Linked DNA regions of Lactuca sativa: region 2 is linked to region 1. A link is a contact called in public Hi-C data. All regions are on one chromosome and are shown on one strand. Each heading gives the region's core, a stretch centred on a gene start, on an enhancer-like site or on the middle of the called end of the contact. The rest is flanking DNA. Distances are from core to core; before and after follow the strand shown.

Region 1 (6,072 bases), core at 3,049-5,548:
CATGTTTCTAATTTTGCTTTTTGATATGTTATAATCTTTGGGAATTGGGATGCTCAAATTTATAGCAATTTGCAGGCAGGTTATGTTGGAGAAGATGTGGAATCCATTTTATACAAACTCCTGACTGTATGTCCATTTTATACAAATACCTGCAATTTCTACACTTGTATAACACTTTTTTTTTATCTGATCATAACATTTAATTTCAGGTTGCTGATTATAATGTTGCAGCAGCTCAACAGGGCATTGTGTATATAGATGAAGTTGACAAGATTACAAAGAAGGTTTAGTTTCTTCACCTTTCAATTTCAAGCTTATCATAATATTGAATTTTATGATATTGTTTCTTAATTGGTTGTTTTGACAGGCTGAAAGTGTTAACATTAGCAGAGATGTTTCTGGTGAGGGTGTCCAGCAGGCATTGTTAAAGATGCTAGAAGGGACTGTATGTTCTTGTTATTCCTTATATGAAATTATATATTAGTTTTATTATGTCAGCAAAAAAGGAAATTTTGTTAATTTTATTAGAGTTGACACTTTATCCAGATAGTCAATGTCCCTGAAAAGGGTGCACGGAAACATCCTAGAGGAGACAACATTCAGGTAAATAAAATAAAATAAAATAAATCTTCTTTTTAGTCTTTAATTTACTAAACCAAATTATGTACTTATCTATAAGAATATTTGTTACAGATTGATACCAAAGACATCCTGTTTATTTGTGGGGGTGCCTTTATAGATCTTGAAAAAACCATTTCAGAAAGGTATCTATCATTTACTTATTAATCACTCTTTGGTGTTCATAGATATTATAAATATATACTATAATGTTTTATTTTCAGACGCCAAGATTCTTCTATTGGTTTTGGTGCACCTGTTCGTGCTAACATGAGAACTGGAGGTGTTACATCTGCTTCAGTGACTTCAACTTTATTGGAGACTGTAAATCCCTACTCCTTTTTCTTTCTTCCATTAAGTAAGTGTATGTATGTATGTGTCTGAATAAATTGTGTGTTTATTATGTTTGTTAGGTTGAAAGTAGTGATCTTATTGCATATGGCCTCATACCTGAATTTGTTGGAAGGTTTCCAATTCTTGTCAATTTGTTAGCTCTTACAGAGCCTCAACTTGTTCAGGTACCTTTGTAGGCATTAATTAACTACTTTTTGGTAGGTGTGTTTCTTTTTGTTAAAATAAAGTGGATTCCCAGTAAATAATAATGTTTTTGTAGGTGCTAACTGAGCCAAAGAATGCATTAGGGAAACAGTACAAGAAGTTATTTCAGATGAATCAAGTAAGTCTTCTTTCATCTCTCAAACACATTTACTAATGAAATATGTTAGTTGTAATTGTTTATTATTTTTTGCAGGTTAACCTACATTATACAGAAAGTGCTTTGAGATTAATTGCAAGGAAAGCAATAACTAAGAACACTGGGGCCCGTGGTTTGAGGGCCTTATTGGAAAACATATTGATGGATGCCATGTATGAGGTTTGTAGCTAAAGATTATTATTATTATTAATATTTTTTGTAATGAAATGATAGAATGATAATTTATGAATGTATTGCAGATTCCTGATGAAAGAACAGGTAAAGATGTAATAGATGGTGTGGTTGTTGATGAGGAGGCAGTTGGGAGTGGTGCTAAAATCCTCCATGGTCAAGGTGCTCTTGCCCATTATCTATCACAGCATTTACAGGTAACTTAAAAGGCTACATCCTGTTTTTGATTAATTCATGTTACTACAAAAAGATTTACGGTTGATTTTCTCTTTGCAGACAAGCGCAGATACGGCGGCAGATGGTGGAGCCGAGGCAGAGATGGAGGCGGAGGGGGAGGCAGAGTTGCCTTCTATTGCTGCCATGTAAATCATGGGAAAGATTGTATCAGTCACCATGTGTATGTATATAGATGATATGTACTAATTTAAGCTCTAATGAGAGACATTAATTTAATAATTAAATTTATGTTGGATGCTTTCATCATTATTACAATCAAATGTCAATATGTTGTATCATATCAGTAAAATAACATAATATAACTTTTTTTTTTCATACAATGAATCCAAGAGAATAAATGTCATGACATTGTTAGCTTCATTTATTCTCCTCCCTACATACGTACTTGATGTACACCCTGTCATAGTATTTTAATTTTAGCATCTCATAAAAGCTACATGTTTTAACGAGTTGGTCAACTCGGGGTTGACTTATCAGTTCAAGATTAAGCAAAGTAGTCAGTTTGATGTCTTCAAAACTACTTGCAACCTTTTGAAACCCGTTATTTTTGTCATCTTTATTTATTTTCCGGATAATATAAGTATAAATACTCACACTACAACGCCCTTTGGAACACTTAAAATATTGAACTATCCCAATACAAGAAACATGGTACATTGAATATTCTTTTATGCATGCCTAGGATAATTGTTTGTGGTAACCTAAACATATAGTTAATTTTTTATGGAATAGGATACAATGTAATAAAGAATAGAAGTATATTACTATTTATTTTTCTATTTAACCTAATTAGGGATAACAAAAGAGGTGTTGAAGTTGGTAATATTTTGTGTTCGGTTTGTTTGGAATAACCATAGGTCATTGATCATGTGTTGTTGAACTAGCGGAGCTAGGTGGTTCCCGGAGTAGCCTGGGATGTTCCTAAAAAAAATTTCAGTAGTATAGTTTTTTCTGATTTTTTTTTTCAGTAGTGTAAGTTTTTTCGGAAATTTTTTGGGGATACCCTTTACTCCCCTTTACTTTGATTCTGGCTCTGCAGTGTATGGAAGTATACCACTTCAAGTTTAGTTTGGGAGAAGGTCTTTGCTTGGTTAGATTTTGAAGTCCCTTAGGTGGGAATGTTAGGTGATGTGTTTGAATGGATTGAGGAGCTACATAAAGGGACTGGAAGTGTTAGAAACTATTACGTGTGTGATGACTTGGGTAAAAGATACATTTTTTGATTTTTTGATAGTGTAGCGGAATATTCGTTTTTTTGGATTGTTAGTTGGAATCTTAAGTTCTAAAATCCTCTTTTAGTTTGTTCGTTGTAATTGATTTGTTTTGTTAGCTCCTTAATAGTTTGTTTATAATAATTATTTAGCTAAAAAAACATATATATTTTTGAATATGAGATGATGGGTAAAAGAAGGATGGAGATGGAGGTTATTTAGCTATGAGACACATACCCAATAATTTTGATGCTTATACACCAAGGATTTGTTGATGGTGCCAACCTAACACTACCCTCAATTCACTCATCATTCTCTTTTTGCTTTATAAACTTAGGCAAACCATATGCTTTATTATCTTTTTGCTTCTTGATTAATCTTAATAATTTATTAAATATGCCGGGTAGATAATATAAACTCAACTTTCTTATTCTATTTGGAAAATAGTTTTAAATGTCCAAATGAACCACCATTTCCATTTATTTTATGTCACCAATAAGGATATATTTAAGCATATATAGTTGAATACTTTGTTTAATTTTGTCTTGCGATATGTGAAGTAAAATACTGATCTTCTTTATAATATTATGAACATTCTTATAATGTTTATGACTTTGATGAATATATCTGGTAAAAATCTTGATTTGTTTAGAGTTAAACAAAGAGTATTATAATATTAGATGTGTAAAAGTACATAATAGCCAAGTCAAATAGCGACATATATGTTATTACTTTGACTAAAATTTATTTTTCATAACAGCTAAATTTTATTTTCTATCTGAACCAGGATATATATACACTGCCGTGTTATTTTCTAAAATTAGATTTTTTTTTTTAGTTTTATTCTTTTATGATAATAAATATCGAGTAAAACAAAACTTGAAGCAACCCCCTTTTATATAAAATCTTGACGTAGTTTATTTGATAAAGAAAATGGTTCTAGAGTAGCTTTTGTCTTATTTTAATATTAATCTTGGTTTATACGTAATAAAAGTAACATCCTTTGTCATAAAACATATAACATAAAACAAATACTATAATGGAATATATAATCTTAAAAAGTAACTAACTATTTATTATAAATAATTAAAGGAAAAAAAAACCTTAAATATATATATATATATATATATATATATATATATATATATATATATATATATATATATATAAAAAAACATAAATGAATGTATTGAACTTTTTATATCATCAAATAAAAAAATGAAATAATTAGACCAGATAAATTATATGAGCCGTCGGTTCATTGAATCTGAATGAGTTCAAAAAAATTCAACGGCGATGCTTACACCTCTCGTCCTATGGGTATAATAATAATACTCAATACTCATACAGATACAAAGAGAAAGAGAGAGAAATACAGGGGTGTTGCGGTTGTGGTTGGGGTTGGGTTGACAGAGAGAAGAAAAGAACCTCTTTCTTACAGAGACAGAGAAAAAGGTGTTTGGTTTGGTTCATTCCATAAATCGATCTGTTCGTCGCTTTTCTGTTGTTGCCATCTTCGCCCTTTTTCGCATTTTTCTTCAAATCGGAGATCAGAAGACGGAGTTTGAATCCTTATTTGGATTATTGAATTCAAAAGATTGGGTGTTCAATTTGGATTTGTCAATCAAGAACAAGGGCTATCTATGGATTTGGATAATATAGAGTGCGTGTCTTCTTCGGATGGAATGGAAGACGAAGAGATCCACACCCACCAGTTCTCTTCAAAACCTCACAATAATAATAATAACATCGGAATACTACCCTCTGGATTGACTCCCGCTACAAGCGTTCATGAATTGTTGGAGTGCCCTGTTTGTACTAATTCTATGTACCCTCCAATTCACCAGGTTTTGCAATCGATTCCCCCTTTTTTTTCATCCCGTCTAATCATTGTTTCTTGTTGATTTAGCGTATCATGTTTGATTTGATTTGATTGATTGAGAAAAAATAGGGAAATTTCATTTTCAACTTTGATACCATACTGGATTGGATTACAGTTTGTCTGATTTCTCTTAAGAAAATGGATTGAAATTCTGCGATTCAGATTTGAAATTGTACACGTAGTAATACGGATGTTGGATTCTTATAAAATTATATAATTAGTGGATTGATTTGTTGATTTTAGAGGAACAAGAACAATTTTGAATTATAGTTTGGTTTTTTTTTTTTTGTGTTGATAGAATTATTACAAAGAGTTGTTGAGTTGTTGAAGTTGGTTGTTTACATTTATACAGTGTCACAATGGACACACATTATGCTCGACCTGTAAAACAAGGGTACACAACAGATGTCCTACATGTAGACAAGAACTGGGTGATATCAGATGCTTAGCTTTGGAAAAAGTTGCAGAATCACTGGAACTTCCCTGCAGATATTTTTCATTGGGATGCCCAGAAATCTTCCCATATTACAGCAAACTAAAGCATGAAGCTTTATGCAACTTCAGACCCTACAACTGCCCATACGCCGGATCTGAATGTTCAGTCACCGGAGACATTCCTTTTCTGGTTACCCATCTCAGAGACGACCACAAAGTCGACATGCACACAGGCTGTACTTTTAACCACCGTTATGTCAAATCCAACCCCCGTGAAGTTGAAAACGCTACCTGGATGCTAACAGTGAGTTCACTTCACTTTTCCCCTGATTTCTGATTTCCGATTTTAGGGTTTTCTCTTTAATGGGGTAATGTGATGTTTGGCAGGTGTTCCATTGTTTTGGGCAGTACTTCTGTCTTCACTTTGAGGCGTTTCAGCTAGGGATGGCACCTGTTTACATGGCGTTTCTTCGATTCATGGGGGATGAAGCAGATGCAAGGAATTACAGCTACAGTTTAGAGGTCGGAGCCAACGGGAGGAAACTGATTTGGGAAGGAACACCGAGGAGTATCAGAGATAGCCATAGGAAGGTAAGGGATAGTCATGATGGGTTGATTATACAGAGAAACATGGCGCTCTTCTTCTCCGGTGGTGACAGGAAAGAACTCAAACTTAGGGTTACAGGGAAGATATGGAAAGAACAACAGAATCTGGAAACTGGGGTTTGTATTCCTAATCTATGTAGCTGAGATTTAGGGTTTAATCTCCTTTTCTTTTCTTCCTTTCAATGTGTTTGATGAAT
Region 2 (6,648 bases), core at 128-2,627, 460 kb after region 1:
ATTTTTGTTAAACACGATTCCATATTACCATATGTATCACTTATTATATACTATATAATAATAAATTTAACAAGTGATACATATGGTAATATTTTTTAAGAAATTTGTCGATAAATTATTATTATATAGCCGGGAAAATGACTCTTAAGGGTAACTAACTGTTGCGTTTGTTCTCATTTGGTCCCTTTCATTTTTTTTTTTTGTACTCAATATACCATCAAACTTGTTATTTGTGTTCACCATAACCCTTTTGACCGACTTTTGACCCGTGATTGCCGGTCAAAGGGTTATGGTGAACACAAACAACAAGTTCGATGGTATATTGAGTACAAAAAAGGGACCAAATGAGAATAAATGCAACAGTTGGTTACCCTCCTGATTCATTTTCCCTTTACTCATTTACAACAAATTTCACATCATCTCTTGCTGATATTAATGACTTTATGAACTTCATTTTTGCTTCTCTTCAAAACATAATCCACGAAAGAACATTATTCATACATGTACAACTTTGTAATGCACTTGAATATTTATTAGGGGAATCTTGACTAAGCAGCTGCATTTCATGACTACATTTACATTTCTAATCAAATGATTTATCATATAATGGACTCTAGACAAGTCTACAAACGAGTGGAATCACAAGTGTTTTGATTTTTTAGTTTACTTAGCTTTAAGATCGAATTCATGGGATAAGATACAACATCAATATGTACAATATCATGCAGCTTTTACAGACACATCACCATAATATACATTGAGGTAAACGTTTATGCTGATAAATATACCTCTCATATACAATCATATCCTTTTGTAGAGAGGTGTTGACAGCTAATCACAATAAGTATAACATAGACAATGTTTTAACGAAGTTACCCATCCGAAACGCTTTTCATATACGTTATGGCCAAAGAAGGTTGCAATATTTGATAATTTTGCAACTTTAATTTCATTTAACTTTTTGAGGAAAATGATTCAAGAGGGTAACCAACTGTTGCGTTTGTTCTCATTTGGTCATTTTTTTTTTGTATTCAATATACCATCGAACTTGTAGTTTGTGTTCACCATAACCTTTTGATCGAGTATCACAAGTCAGATACTCGATCAAAAGGTTATGGTGAACACAAACTACAAGTTCGATGATATATTGAATACAAAAAAAAGGATCAAATGAAAACAAACACAATAGTTAGTTACTCTCCAGAGTCATTTTCCCTTATATAGCCTACCATATGTATTATTTGTTGGTAATATTTTTTTAAATCATAGGTTTTTTGGATTATTTTTGTTAAACACGATTAGTTTAATAAATATCTTTAACTTAAATCTGATCATAAATCAGAAATAGAGAGAAAGAGACACAAGTACCACCGCAATTCGCCCCCTTTTAAACCCCTTTTTTTAAACTGTTTTGGCATCGGCAATTCTGATGCTTCTTGTTCACGTCTATAATCACAAGCTCATTGCTCGTGCGTCGTTTCACATTCCTGTGTTCGAAGAATTTGAAAAAGAAACCCTCCAATTCTTCATCGTCTTCTCGAAGGCAGACTCCTAAATCGGTAATCTTCTCTCTCTTCTCTCTTCCTTCGCCGTCCCGCCCTTCTTCCGGCATCCACTACTTAGACACATCACCACCTCTCTCTCCGTCTTCTTTTCCTCTTCCTATATGTTAATTCTTCATCTTAAATCGCATCTTCTTATGGTTCAACCACCGCCGTTTCCTCTAACATAGCCTTCTTACCTGTATTGACCACGGATGCAAACACAGTTCTTTGTTGCATGTCATGTGTTGATACTGTTTTCTGTAGCCCGATTTTCTATCTGTAATTTATCAGTTAGGGTTTTTGGTAGTTATATACTTAAGCATCTTCTTTTTGTTTCTGATTTTGATTTTTTTTTGCTTAGGTTAACTCATGAATGTCAGTCATTTGATCATATAGTAGCCCCATGCTAATTTGGCACGGAGGTTGCTGACTTAGGTAATACATTACTGTGATGTTGATGCATTTTTGTATTTTTATTGACGCAGTTATCATCATAATGGTTTAACTACCAATTCAATTTGCCAATCATAATGGTTTAACTGTACTAACATTGAAGTTTTATAGACTATTTATGTTCTGAATTGATAATTGGTATAGGAAATGTTTGAAGGTTTAGTAAGGCAGCTGATATTAGGTTATCTTGGCCAATATATTAAAGATATACACAGAGAACAACTCAAGATCACACTGTGGAATGGTAAGTCACCAGTTTCTATCATGACCTTTTTTTGACTTAGTTTGTTATTAATGGCTTGCTACTTTCACTATTATCAGCACAATATATTTACTTTTTATTCATCTACATTTATGTAGTTTGAAGGGTATAACAACATAAGCAGAATACTCATACCATTGTTACCACATTAATGGTTGACCATATGCAATGAATTTCTTATACTATTGACTTTTTACGCTCCCTTTAATGCAGAGGAAGTGTTCTTAGAAAATGTGGAGTTAATTCTAGAAGCTTTTGATTATCTAGAACTTCCATTTGCTCTAAAGCAAGGTGATCGATATCAACCTTAAACTTGCAATACTTATTTTACTTTGTTATTTCTGGGATGTGGTTTTTCATGTTTGAGCTATGGCTGTGATGATTTAACATTTGTGAGTGCTTGATAGGTCGGGTTGGGAGGCTAAGCATTAGAATTCCTTGGAAAAAGCTTGGGTGGGACCCTATTATAATAATTTTGGAGGATATATTAGTTTGTGCCTCTCAACGTGAGGATGAAGAGGTAAGTGATATCTCATATCAAGATATGAGTATTGTACATCTCCATCATATTAGATAACTTTACATTGCATGGGCCCAGGGTTTCCCTGCCAGGTCAGCTTACCACAAAAAAACTAATTTAAACAGCTATTTTTTTTGTAGTGGAGTGTTGATGATGTTGAAAGACGAGAATTTGCTGGAAAAAAGGCCAAACTTGCTACAGCAGAACTGGCAAAGTTATCACAACGTGTGTGTGGTGAGTGACTGCTATCCACCTATAGCTATAGGTTACATTGTTATAACTCCTGTTTTTCATTGTGCATTAGAATGATATGCATCCATGTATCTAGAGAAGTCCAATCTTTGTAGTTTAGTGAAAATGCAACCATGTTTTGTCTGTCCTATATATAAATTTGGCAGCTTTTTCTTCACTGTTGTCGGTTTTAAAATTTCTTAGATCTTCCAGAGTTGTTTAAGATCATCCTTTTACTATACTTTTTAATAGTTGTAGGTAAAAGTGAGTGTTAGTTAATCATAGTTATATTCACTGTTTATTTATCTACTTCTTTCATCCCAAGAAGATAAGTTTGATTTGACAATATACAATAAAAATGTTGGGTATTGGTCAAATATCTAAAATGTTCCTTAATGAGGGCAAAATAAAGAAAAAAACTAGACCTCAATCAAGTTTGCAGATATTAAGTGATGATAATTAATGGAAAAAGCAGGTGAAGAAATGCTGTTTGTCGTATATGGAGATATGGGATTGGTGACATTCTGGGACACAACTTTTTTTTTTTTTTTTTTTTTGCATAAAAACAGCAAATATTTTTTCACATTTTTGGTGCTAATATATTCTGTTGTTCTGCAGATAATGATAATCAAACTGGGAAATCATTTATTTCATACATTACTGCGAAGGTAGTGAGATTCCATGTTGATTTAACTTGTTAATAATGATAAAATCATAAACACTTACGCCTGTGTTTCTGTTGCTTGTTAGGGTTACTTATCATGTAATAAGTTTTCATTAAACTTAAGGTTTTTTTAATTCCGTCATGCTTTCCAGATTATTGATGGCATTCAAGTCACCATCAGGAATGTCCATGTCGTATATAGAGATATTTCAAATGACAAGGCACAGACTGTATTTGGTTTGAAGTTGGCTAGTTTGACTGCAATGAAGCAAAATCTTGTTGGGTATCTCTTTTTTTCTCTACAATCATGTTGTTGTATGTAGTATTTCCAAAGAAAAATAGATTGCACACTTTGATTTTTACAGTCATCTGTCCAATTGATCTTTTCTCAGTTTATCAACTACTTAAAACTCTGAATTACTCTAATAAAATTTCAGGGTATTAAATGGAAAGGTGAGAGCTGGCCAAGTAAACAAACTTGTTGAGATACAAGGTTTGGAAATCTACTGTAAAACCTTTCATGGATCTGCTGAAGATCTGTATACCAACAATGGTGAAGACTCCATGTCAATGGTTGCTGCAAGCTTTGAAAATGATGAACATGTTCACTTGTTGTCCCCAGTTGATGTATCTGCTTCTCTTTCGGTATGCAAGTCATGCTCTAATTGCGTCATCTCATAACAATTTTCTACTGCACATTAGTTAGGTTTTTACTGTTGTACTTTGCAGGTGAACAGGTCTGGAAGGCTCGAGAATAATGCAGCACAATACTCGGTTGATATCGAGTTATCTGGCTTGGTTAGTTTCTTAACTTGTATTATGTCAAATTTCATAAATAACATTTAACTGACATGTCCGACTTATAGGTTTTGTCCCTTGATGAAGATCAATTGCAGCAAATACTGTATCTGTATGATTATCTATGCACCTGTCGGCTAAGAGAGAAGTAAGTGGAATGTTGGTGTTATCCTTTTTTAATTACACTTTCAGATTGTGAAAGATGGGACATTGGTCTTTTAGATATGGACGATATCGCCCTTGGGGGATACCTATATCAGATAGACCTTTGGGGTGGCAGATACAATGGTGGCATTATGCTCAAAACTCTGTGTTGTCTGATGTTCGTAAACGAATGAAGAAAACTTCATGGAAATACCTAGGAGAACGTCTGTAAGTTGTTCTTTATTCATCTATGATCTACCATTTGATGTGTGCATGGAATGCTTGAAATCTTAAACCCTTAAAAATCTTTTACTTTACAGAGGCAGAAAAAGACGATATGTTAAGTTGTACAAGTTGAAACTGGAATGTCTTCGAAAAGAGCAGGTGAGGTGATTACACATATATAGTTTTCTTGATTTAAACATTATATTTAATTAATGGCGTAAATGATTCAAACATTCTTTGGTGTGTATGAATTATGATCAGCCTCTGGATGATGAAATTGTTTTGGAGTTAGACCAAATGGAGAAAGTATCTGATATAGAAGATATCTTGAGTTACAGGTCTGCTGCTGAACACGAGCTTCAGGTATGATTATGATCATTGTTGTTAATATCTATTGCATGTGCATTTTTACTTATACATTTTATTAAAGACTATGAACATGTAGGAGTTCTTGGTGGATTCAGCTTCTGGTTTTGGAAATAGTGAAGCAAATGCTACCATTGACAAGTCAATGGACGATGACCAAACATCTGGCAAACCACAAGGATGGTTGAAGTGGCTTTCCCGTGGTATGTTGGGGGCTGGAGGTACAGATGATTCCAGCCAGTTTTCTGGTGTTGTTTCAGATGAAGTAATTAAGGTATGTGTGTGTGTGTGTTAACTGTTAAGCTTATTTTTATTTATCCAAAATGATTTCACTTTAACTCATCTTTATATAATATGATACAGGACATTTATGAGGCAACAAAGTTTCATCCTGCACCTTCCCCTGTTCTTGATGCTGCTGGAAGTGATAGACTTCTTTTGTCCTCCATTAAATGCTCTATACATCGAATTTCTGCAACTCTGCGCAATAAGTATAATCTATCTAATTATCTAACTATCTTTACGTAATGTAGTTTCTAAGACTTTATTCTTTTTTTTTCCTAGGGATCTGGATTGTTCTATTGGTGAACTGGTTTTTGAGGAGAATCTTGTGGAGTGCATGATTTGGGAGGAATCTGCTGTTGTTACTGCATCAATCAATGGTGTTGAGATGATTAATTCATTAAACAAGCAAGTCGTTTTACGTGTGAAAAGGGTTTGTGTCTTCATGTGTATTATTGCATGCCTTGTTATAGGAAGGTCTTGAGTTATTTGAGTTTTTGACTATTTCCCATTTTCTTTCAGGCCATCTCTGAGGAGAATTTTATTCAAGTGGAGAAGCCATCTCTAAATTTCCAAGCTTACATACCACAAGCAAATCGTGAGGGTGACTTGACATTGAAGGTATCCAACTTGCATTTTTTTTTTATTTAATAAATATCTTGTGCTATAAACTTCTGATAATGACAATGACCCTTAACTTTGTTTTTAGGTTTTGCTTGAGCCGATTGAAATGACATGTGATCCAACATATCTTGTTAATTTTGTGGAGTTATATACTGTGTTGGCTTCCTTTCAATCTCATGAAGGAAGGGTGAGTGTTATTCTAGTTTACATGTTTTGAAGTACTTGCATGATTTTTTAAGTGTTACATGTCTCAAAGTAGATGCATTCTTTATCTGTAGATAGTGAATTCATTATTCCATTAATATGCAACTAATAGATTCTATATGATTAACTTATGAGGTTTTTGAGAAACAACTTTCACTGATTTCATGTTACAGGTCCTAAACTCGCTTAATGGGATAAAAGACATGAAGTCACGTCTAATATCGAAAGCTGAGTATGTCTTCTCCTATGATCTTACCGGAATAATATTATTTCCTTTAGGGTCTAGAAATGGGATCAGTAGCAACATTGTATTTAAACTAAACATCTCTTC

Evidence for each region. Hi-C and Micro-C count contacts between places; a contact is called where the count stands out from the background.
Region 2: a Hi-C map of leaf shows a contact between it and region 1, with 3 times the contacts expected there. The contact joins the promoter of LOC111876265 here to the promoter of LOC111876229 in region 1. A contact is called at or near these places in 2 of 4 Hi-C or Micro-C datasets (leaf and seed).

What each region holds. Positions count from the first base shown.
Region 1 is chr8:6,720,626-6,726,697 of Lsat_Salinas_v11, forward strand. LOC111876229 (E3 ubiquitin-protein ligase SINAT3) reads left to right here and starts at 4,299. Exons shown (of 3, transcript XM_023872767.3): 1 at 4,299-4,799; 2 at 5,187-5,573; 3 at 5,657-6,072. The coding sequence starts at 4,596. The coding sequence ends at 6,019. LOC111876207 (CLP protease regulatory subunit CLPX1, mitochondrial) reads left to right here. Exons shown (of 14, transcript XM_052766052.1): 3 at 1-3; 4 at 80-126; 5 at 210-284; 6 at 368-445; 7 at 547-603; 8 at 694-764; 9 at 843-942; 10 at 1,032-1,136; 11 at 1,232-1,294; 12 at 1,370-1,492; 13 at 1,573-1,701; 14 at 1,781-2,019. The coding sequence ends at 1,870.
Region 2 is chr8:7,180,121-7,186,768 of Lsat_Salinas_v11, forward strand. LOC111876265 reads left to right here and starts at 1,378. Exons shown (of 42, transcript XM_023872820.3): 1 at 1,378-1,559; 2 at 1,906-1,979; 3 at 2,142-2,241; 4 at 2,473-2,550; 5 at 2,667-2,779; 6 at 2,920-3,013; 7 at 3,629-3,678; 8 at 3,827-3,957; 9 at 4,112-4,319; 10 at 4,404-4,472; 11 at 4,541-4,620; 12 at 4,695-4,844; 13 at 4,937-5,000; 14 at 5,103-5,204; 6 more. The coding sequence starts at 2,145.